2 separate regions of the Mus musculus genome follow, and region 1 is linked to region 2. A link is a contact called in public targeted proximity ligation data. All regions are on one chromosome and are shown on one strand. The core of a region is the stretch at or near the end of the contact, and the rest is flanking DNA. Distances in the headings are between cores, read along the strand shown. Region 1 overlaps Pip5k1b (phosphatidylinositol-4-phosphate 5-kinase, type 1 beta). Region 2 has its middle 30 kb from the start of Gm50341.

Region 1 (3,949 bases), core at 409-2,908, 160 kb after region 2:
ACAGAAACAAGTGACACAGATAAACATGGCAATTTTGAATTGGAAAAAAGAGATTAATACTGCTGAACAATTAATTATGAAACATTTTCCTCGCTTCAGTGATCGAAAAGCCAGTGTGTGTTTTACCTTCACACAGAATCCAAACTACAACCTGGAGGATAAGGGTACTTTTTCCTATAAAATAGTAATTTTCTGGTAATTTGTAAATGAGGAATAAACATATTTTGAGGTTATTGTGCAGAGTGCTGAAGAGAAAAGGATAAATAAAGCGACTGACTCCAAGTGTTTTCTTGAGAGTGGAGCTCGGGATTGGCAGTGAGGAGTGAAATCTATCTGGCAGATAAATATTATAAATGAGAAAATTTGGAGGAAATCAGCATTGAGAACCTGGTGAGCTGGCGGCAGGTAGATTCTCAGGTGTAACGCTTCGCTATTAATCCACTTATAGCAAGCAAAGATCTGAGAGAGGAAGCCCTGGGTCTGCTTCAAAAGTTCCCCAGGGGCAATCCAGGTCTCCCAAGTGAACACCTGCCTTTCTGCTGAGTACAGCCCATCCTCTGTTGGTCCTGTACCAGTGACTTTTATGATACTAGAAAGGGGAAGTGAGCCTGCTACTCCTCTTTGGTGAAATGATGCTCTTTGAGATATCCAGCACATCATAAAAGAGAGGGCTGGGTAAGGTGGCAGTACCTGGAATTCCTGTAAGCTGAGACCAATCTACTCTACATATTGAGTTCCAGGCCAGCCAGAGGTACATAGTGTGGACATGGAGGGAGAGACAGAGAGAGACACAGAGAGAGAGACAGAGAGAGACAGAGAGACAGAGACATAGACAGAGAGAGAGGAGGAGGAGGAGAAGGGAAGAAAAAAGAATTTGTCTCTCTGTGGAGACCTGAAAATTTAGATTTTTGTCACTTGTGAATCTTCTTCCTTCCTTCCTTCCTTCCTTCCTTCCTTCCTTCCTTCCTTCCTTCCTTCTTTCTTTCTTCCTTCCTTCCTTTCTTTCTTCCTTTCCTTTCCTTTCCTTTCCTTTTCTTTTCTTTTCCTTTTTTTCTGTCCAACTTCATCGTGTAAGTATTCTCAGTCACCCCCAGACACAATGTAGGTTCCATTTAAGGGAAATGGGGTTTGCCTGAGGTCTTGTCACCTTGTTCCTTGAGGGAAGAGGTACTGCTCCCACCTCCACCCGGTGACGTCTCCTCATCCAGGAAGGACAGAAGCCTCCTTGTGGAGCAGCAACCCTTGCTCACAGAGAACCTAAATGGCCTGGTAACCTAACTCCCCTGAGGTATGTGTTTACAGTATGACCTCGTCATTTCTTGTGGGTGTGGTCTGGGCCTGGAATATAAAGAGCATTTGGTTAATCAGTTGACAAATATTTATTTAGCTTGGCTTAGTGCTGTGCCTTAAAGGTAAAACAGAAGCCAAAGAAAGCAAGAATCATCGCCCTAAATAATGTTGTCATTGTTTTGATAAAAGGTAGGCCAGAAAAAATAAGGTTAATGAAATAACAAGCCATTTTAATAATTACGGAGATGTGAAAAGAATAAGGGGGCGTGGGCGCTGCTGTTGAGGCATTGCTTCCAGGGAACTCCTCTAAGGAGCTGACGTGGGGCCTGCGGTTACAGGTGTGAGAACAAAGCAGCTGAGAGGAATGGAAAGAGGACACTGGTCAGAGAGGATGGCTTTTGCCAAGCCTTGCAGGCAGGAAGCAGCCAGGTAGATTCCAGGAACTGAGGTGAAGCTGGTGTGGTGGAAACTTCTGAACAAGCAAAAATGAACGGGTGAGCAGTTCCCAGCTGGAGCCAGTTTTGTCTGCACGGGGTCAGCAGACAAAGTTGTGACAACGAGGGAGAGGGCTGCCACTAGCATTTGATGACAGTGTTTCTCTGACACCTCCGGAAGTACACACTCCGGAACAGCACTTCAGCACATTGGCCCAGAATGCCAACAGAGCTACATTAAGAGATAGTTAGTGGCCTAGACTAAAATAGTAGACTGAGAGGGTGGGGCGGGTCCTGACTTGGGTGTGAGCCGAGGAAATGATAGGAAAAATTGATAATCCCACAGAGTTCTTAATGGGTAGAGATGGAGAAGGCTGTCTAGGGACAGTGACATCTTTTAAACATGGGCATGTTGGTTGGGTAACGCCAATGAGGGCTTGAAGAGAAGAACCAAGTAAGAAGTTAAAACTGTGGATTGGGGGCCGGGCAGTGGTGGCGCATGACTTGGGAAGCAGAGGCAGTCAGATTTCTGAGTTCGAGGCCAGCCTGATCTACAAAGTGAGTCCCAGGACAGCCAGTATGGATTGGAAGCCCATGGGACAAGTATCAAGTTCAGCTTCAATTCATCAATTTGAAGGTCTACAGGATAAAGAGAGGCTTGGTGGCAAGAATGTTTTTGTTCTGATATTGCTTCTAAGAACTCCCTCTACAGACGTATATAGACTAAGCATCCTTAAGTGCTTCAAAATCCAAAACTTTAAAAAATATTTTTATTAGTTTATGTAAGAATTTACATACATGCATATAGTGTAATTTTTTTTATAATGTTTACCCCCAAGTCCAAACTTTCAGTATCTACATACTGGGAAAACAGTGTCATGACCACAGGAAACTGCCACACCTGACCCTCCTAACAGGCTACAGTCTAAGCATACGCACACTAAGCATGCTGTGTAAAAGCACATTCATCAAACGAGTTTCATGTTTCAACTTTGGTCTCACACCCGTAGTCTCCTATCATGTAGATGCAAGTAAATATCCTACCAGAAAAAAAAAAAAAACAGAACTCAAAATGTGAGACATTTCTGGTTCTAAGCATTTTTGAGTAAGTGACATTTTATTTATATTTCTTAATAAATAAATAAATAAATAAACCCACAAATCTGACCAGTGCATGCCTTACAATCTTCTGCTGGCTCTTGTGGACTACTAAAACTATCCGTAGTCTATAGCATGAGAGTCTTTCATGGGCCATCACAATAGGAGTGTCGTGGCCTATCTCTTGCAACTTGTGCATAAGCACAGAGGGAGGTCCTTAGCAAGTGTCTTGAAATCCACACAGCACTTGCTTTAAGAGATCTATAGCTTTTTCTTTTAATCCTAAAGTTGTCATATACGCTCTGTGGGGATGCATTCTGAAGTCTGAAATCTGAGATCTTCCACTAGAGATGAGACGTGTTGGGTGGAAGGTCAGACAAGGTAGAATTTCTACTTTGCATGATTGAATTGTCACAAATATACTTTGAAAGAGTTTACAGCCATTGATATGTCTCAACAGGCAGAGGTACTGATGGCCTGAGTTCTGTCCCTAGAACCCACAGTGGAGGGAAAGAATTAACTCCTGAAAGTTGTCCCCTGACTTCCACATACCTGCTGTCACACATGCATGCACATAGGCTTGTACACATACCCACATACATGTTCACAATAAGAATAATACAATTTTTAAAAAAAAGGGCTAAGTGTGGCTTCCATGGCTTTATCAAAGTCAACTGTAATGGTGATTTGGGTTATCTCTCTCCTGGATCACTTCATAGGCGTTTGAAAGTTGATGCTGGTCATGTGTCATCCCTAAGTCCTTTTGTCTGTTGTCCATGAAGTGCTAATAATCAGCTACTCCTCACAGGAGAACTTAGCAACAAATGCTAACTCTGTCTCTGAAGGATCCATTCTTCCTAGATGTTGGCCTAAGCAAAGGCTTCCCCCCCCCCAATGTTGTTGCAAATCAAGACATGGGATTGGCTAGCATCCCAGTTCGACAGTGCAGCACCTTGATTGACACTCTTGTGAAGCGAACGAGCAGTCAGGGATTATCCATATTTGCTGTCTGACAAATTCGAAGGAACAGTAAAACAGTTTGAAAAGCAGATGTAGACTCTCAGAAGCATGGGAAGGGTAGAGTGCGAATCTGCAGCTTGTTCTAAAGCTGAGACAGTGGTGAAAGA
Region 2 (4,376 bases), core at 860-3,359:
GCACAGATATGCAGCTGCTGTCTCTATCACCATCGCACTAGGAAAGAATCCATCAATTATATGTTACGGGATTTTTTTGTGTGTTTATACCAGAACACAAACCCATGAAGACAGATAAGTAGATAACTTGGGAGTCAAATCTTGGGCTCCTTGTAGTTCTTGATCATTGGCTTGGCTGCTAAGCAGTAGGGTTTGTACTATGATGTAGGCATAATGTAATGACGTAGTTATAAAGCAGTAGGAAGGGCTATTCCAGCTGAGTGGATGCTATAAACAAACACATGGAGATGGGAGTCGGATGTGGTCTGTATGGTGTGTTGAGTGGTTAAGTTTAACTACAACAGAGGGTTTGAGCTGGCAAGTACCAACACTGTAGCTATAAAATTAATTTGGGACTAAATTACCACATTAAAATGCTTATTTTCTAAATGTTCCAAGCTGGTTATTGTGACATACTCCTGTAACCATAGCCCTTTGGAGATGGCAGCAGGGAGATCCAGAGTCCAAAAGTGGTTTTGTTGCATAGCAAGTTTGAGGCCAGCCTGGGCTTCATGAGATCTTGGTCTCAACAACAAAACAAGGGTCAGTGAGATAGCTCAGCCCATGATAGCCCTTCCCTCCAGGGCTGATGATTAGGTTAGAGCCTGGGAATCCATTTGCCTATTTACTTGAGTTTCTAAGCAGGGTGAGGACATGGAATTGTATGTTGTGAAAGAGTGAGATATGGTATAAGGAAAGAAGATCATTGGATTTCTTATCTCAACACTAACTGCTCCTTACTAGCTAGTTCCTTCTCTGTATCCTCCTCTGTCATCGGAAAAATGATAGTCATCGTCTTAACTTAGTAAGCTATTGCAAAGGTTCTAGATAACGTCTTTGAAATGCTTGGTGTGGTGCCCAGCACATCCGAGATCAATACAATGTGATGGTTTTTACAGAGCATTCATTTGTCCAGAGGAAACAAGAATATAGACCTCCTCTGTTCTGAGGTCATTACAATTGTATGGGATAAAAGAATAAGGATCTAGGCTAAGCTACTGATTTATTGGCAAAAATATACTCAGCACATGTAAACCTTAGAGACCAGCCTGGCACAATGATATTAAGATTTATTGAATACCTTACAAGTGCCAAATGTTGTTATAATCCTTTCAAATATTGATTTAATCTTCTAAAAATGTCTCTGAAGATGTTGCCATCTCATGATTGAAAAAAAAAAGAAAGAAAAAGAAAAAGAAAGACAATAAAATTCAATGAGATTAAATAACTTGAAGTTAAGTAACTAAGAAAACAGCGATGAGGACTTCAGCAGATGCAGCAAGATCTGGTGCCCTAGGGCTACAGGGCTGTGCTCTACACTCTCCCCAGGGGAGGAAGCTAAGAGGCAAAGGGTGATGGCACTGTGGCTTTGACAATGTGATGCCCTGTCCTGCTGAGCTGAGATGGAGGGGGAGTAGGGGTGGGGAGGGTACTGGAGGGTAAGGTTGTGGGAAGCTTCTGAGGAAGCTTGGGACCACAGTTTACCTCCATGTCAGTCTGGGTTCCCTGGAGGAAGGGTTAAGGCGGCTGCAGAAGGCAGGTGAGCCATTCTCCAGCATCACTCTCTTGACTGTTGAAATGGTGGTGATCCTGAGCACATACTGGCAGGCGTGACTGACCAGGCGTAGGTGTGGCACCTTGAGGACTTGGTTTCCAGGGAGTATGGCTATGGCAGGACATTCTGTTTTCTCAGGGGCTTGCTGCCACCAGCAGCTTTATTCCAGAGAGAGGGGAGAGGGGAGAGGGGAGAGGGGAGAGGGGAGAGGGGAGAGGGGAGAGGGGAGAGGGGAGAGGGGAGAGGGGAGAGGGGAGAGGGGAGAGGGGGAGAGGGGAGAGGGGGAGAGGGGAGAGGGGGAGAGGAGAGGGGGAGGGTAAGGGAGGGGAAGAGGGGGAGAGAGAGAGAGAACAAAGCCCCCAGGCTTTTCCTTCAGCCTCTTAACTCCCATAAAGTCCCCATTTGTTACAGTTGACTTTCTTTCTCTATGATCAACATCACGGTTCACAGTTAGGATCAGATGACCTTCAGTTGCGGTGGCAGCTCCATGACTCACTAGCTCAGTCATCAAGAATAATTTCATTAGGAGCCACTTAATCTTCAATATATGTTCTAAGCTATAAAATGGGAATAATAATGCTTTATATTAAGATTATGGTGAAAGACCCATGGAAACCTTTTAGATAGTAAATATTAATTACCTGCCCTCAGCTGTTTACCTCCTGGGCTATTTTAAAGCCATTGTCACAAACTCTTTGGTGCTTTCCCATAGAAAGGCAGGCACTGTCTCCTCTCTTCCCCCTGGAATCTGGGCAGGCTCCTGGATGCTTCAGCCAATGAAAGAGGAAGAGGACCCATATGACTTCTGTGAATTGGTCATCAAAGACAAGGAAGTTCTTGTCTCGTTGCGGAAATGTTTGCTCTGGGAGCCATGAGCTGCCTCTGGAAGTCTGATTATCTTGAAGCTGGGCAGCTGCAGCAGAGTCCCACCTACAGCCGCTCCCACTACACAGAAACTGGACCTTTAAGAGCACCACAGTTGCCAGCTGACCTGCCACCAAATGATATTCATTAACACTACACAGAACCAAAGGTTTGCCTAGACAAGCCCCATTGCAGCACCCCACCCACACAATCGTAAGTGGAATGAAATGGCTGCTTCAAGCCATTGCGCCATCGCCCGAATAGAACAGCCATCTTTATAAGACCAGCTGTGTCTGTTTGCAAATAAAACCATCAGCGATCACAACTGAGCTTGCTGACCGTGGACATTCCCTCAGAGAAGGAAAGGGTGGGAGAGGTCATTGGACCCTCACCTGAGTAGCCACTCCTCTTGGTTAGATGCAGTTCTGCCTCAGGGTCTTGGGGAGGAGCTTGAGTATATATGCTTGAGAAGACTAGAGGAAAGGATGCTCTATCTGTGTAGAGAGTGGGGAGCCATGTGTTGGAAGAAGACTTTCCGAAGTGTCTGCTTTGAGGTCATCACATTCCTCCCCCTTGCTCTGTAAGCAAGCTCAATAAAATCAGAGGCTTCCCAGGGTGAACTGTGATGGGATCATGCTTGGATTTAGGGCTGGGATCTAATAGAAGAGGGTAGACAATGTTCATATCTCACCTGGGGAGGGAATTTTAGCATCAGGAAGTAATGTACTACTTAGTAATAAATAGTCAACTAAAACATCTCTTTTTATCCCAGTTCTTTCCCATCTCTTGTCTATCTGTATCTTAATCCTAAACAGCCTATCCAGAATATATTCAGATTTTATTCTCTTCTTCCTCCTCCTCCTCTTCCTCCTCTTCGTCTTTTTCCTCTTCCTCTTCTTCACCATCACCACCACCACTATCATCATCGTCATCATCATCTCCTCCCCTCCTCTGTGTGTGTGCGTTGCATGTGTGAAAGCCAAAGAGCAGCACTAAGTCTCTAACCTTGATCAGTGCCATCTTACTTTATGTAAAATAGTCTCTGGGTAAACACAAGACTCCTTCATTGAGTGGGCTAGCTGGCTAATGAGTTTCCAAAGATCTACCTGTCTCTACCATTCCCCCTTGCCTCTCGTAGCGCTGGGGTTGAGGATGCATGCTGCCACACCTGCCCTTTCACACAGGTGCTGGGCTCCAAATTCAGATCCCCACAGCTGTGTGACAGGTGTTTGCCAACTGAACCATCTCCCGAACTCTGTCTCTCTCCAGATTTATACCTTCATGTGGAATAAGTACTTGGGGGAAGTCAGTTCATCTCCTTCAGTAAGACTTTTCCGAGTGTCTTCAGTGCATCAGAAGCTGTTTGGGAGCATGAGCATCACGCCCCTCTAGGTCATGTTCAGCAAACTTACTTTCAAAAGCAGAAAGTTCATCATGCCGGGCATGGTGGTGCATGCCTTTAATCCCAGCACTTGGGAGGCAGAGGCAGGCGGATTTCTGAGTTCGAGGCCAGCCTGATCTACAAATGGTGAGTTCCAGGACAGCCAGGGCTATACAGAGAAACCCTGTCTTGAAAAACCAAAATAAAATAAAATAAAATAAAAAGCAGAAAGTTCATCATTTAGGTTGTATAAAACCTTAGATGCATAAGAACAGCCTTAGACATGAAAAAAAGATAGGTGTGGCTTATTCTACTAATTAATAGAACCAAACCTGTTTTATATCCACTTACAAAAATAGTCATCAGGAAGTTAGAGTTGGCCCACAGGCTAGAGATCACCTCTCTCTGCTCTATATTCTTAGCTCCTGGATGGAAACAGGTTGTCTCCATAGATGTGGTACACCCTAGGACTACTGAGAAACCATTGAAAAGGCTCAAAGCCACCAACTCAAAGAGGACCCAAGCTTTACACGTCAA

What was found.
Region 1: a contact with region 2 is called in a targeted proximity ligation map of pancreatic cancer cells. A contact is called at or near these places in 6 of 39 promoter capture datasets (epiblast stem cells, fetal liver, hematopoietic stem and progenitor cells and 3 more), 2 of 130 datasets of targeted methods (embryonic stem cells and pancreatic cancer cells) and 1 of 9 other capture datasets (embryonic stem cells).

Annotation. Positions count from the first base shown.
Region 1 is chr19:24,424,795-24,428,743 of GRCm38.p6, reverse strand. The region is part of intron 3 of Pip5k1b (phosphatidylinositol-4-phosphate 5-kinase, type 1 beta); the gene reads left to right. All of the region lies in intron 3 of Pip5k1bos (phosphatidylinositol-4-phosphate 5-kinase, type 1 beta, opposite strand), which reads right to left. Among named protein-coding and RNA genes, the nearest start is that of Pip5k1bos, 11 kb to the right of the region's middle.
Region 2 is chr19:24,584,609-24,588,984 of GRCm38.p6, reverse strand. No RefSeq gene overlaps it. Among named protein-coding and RNA genes, the nearest start is that of Gm50341, 30 kb to the right of the region's middle.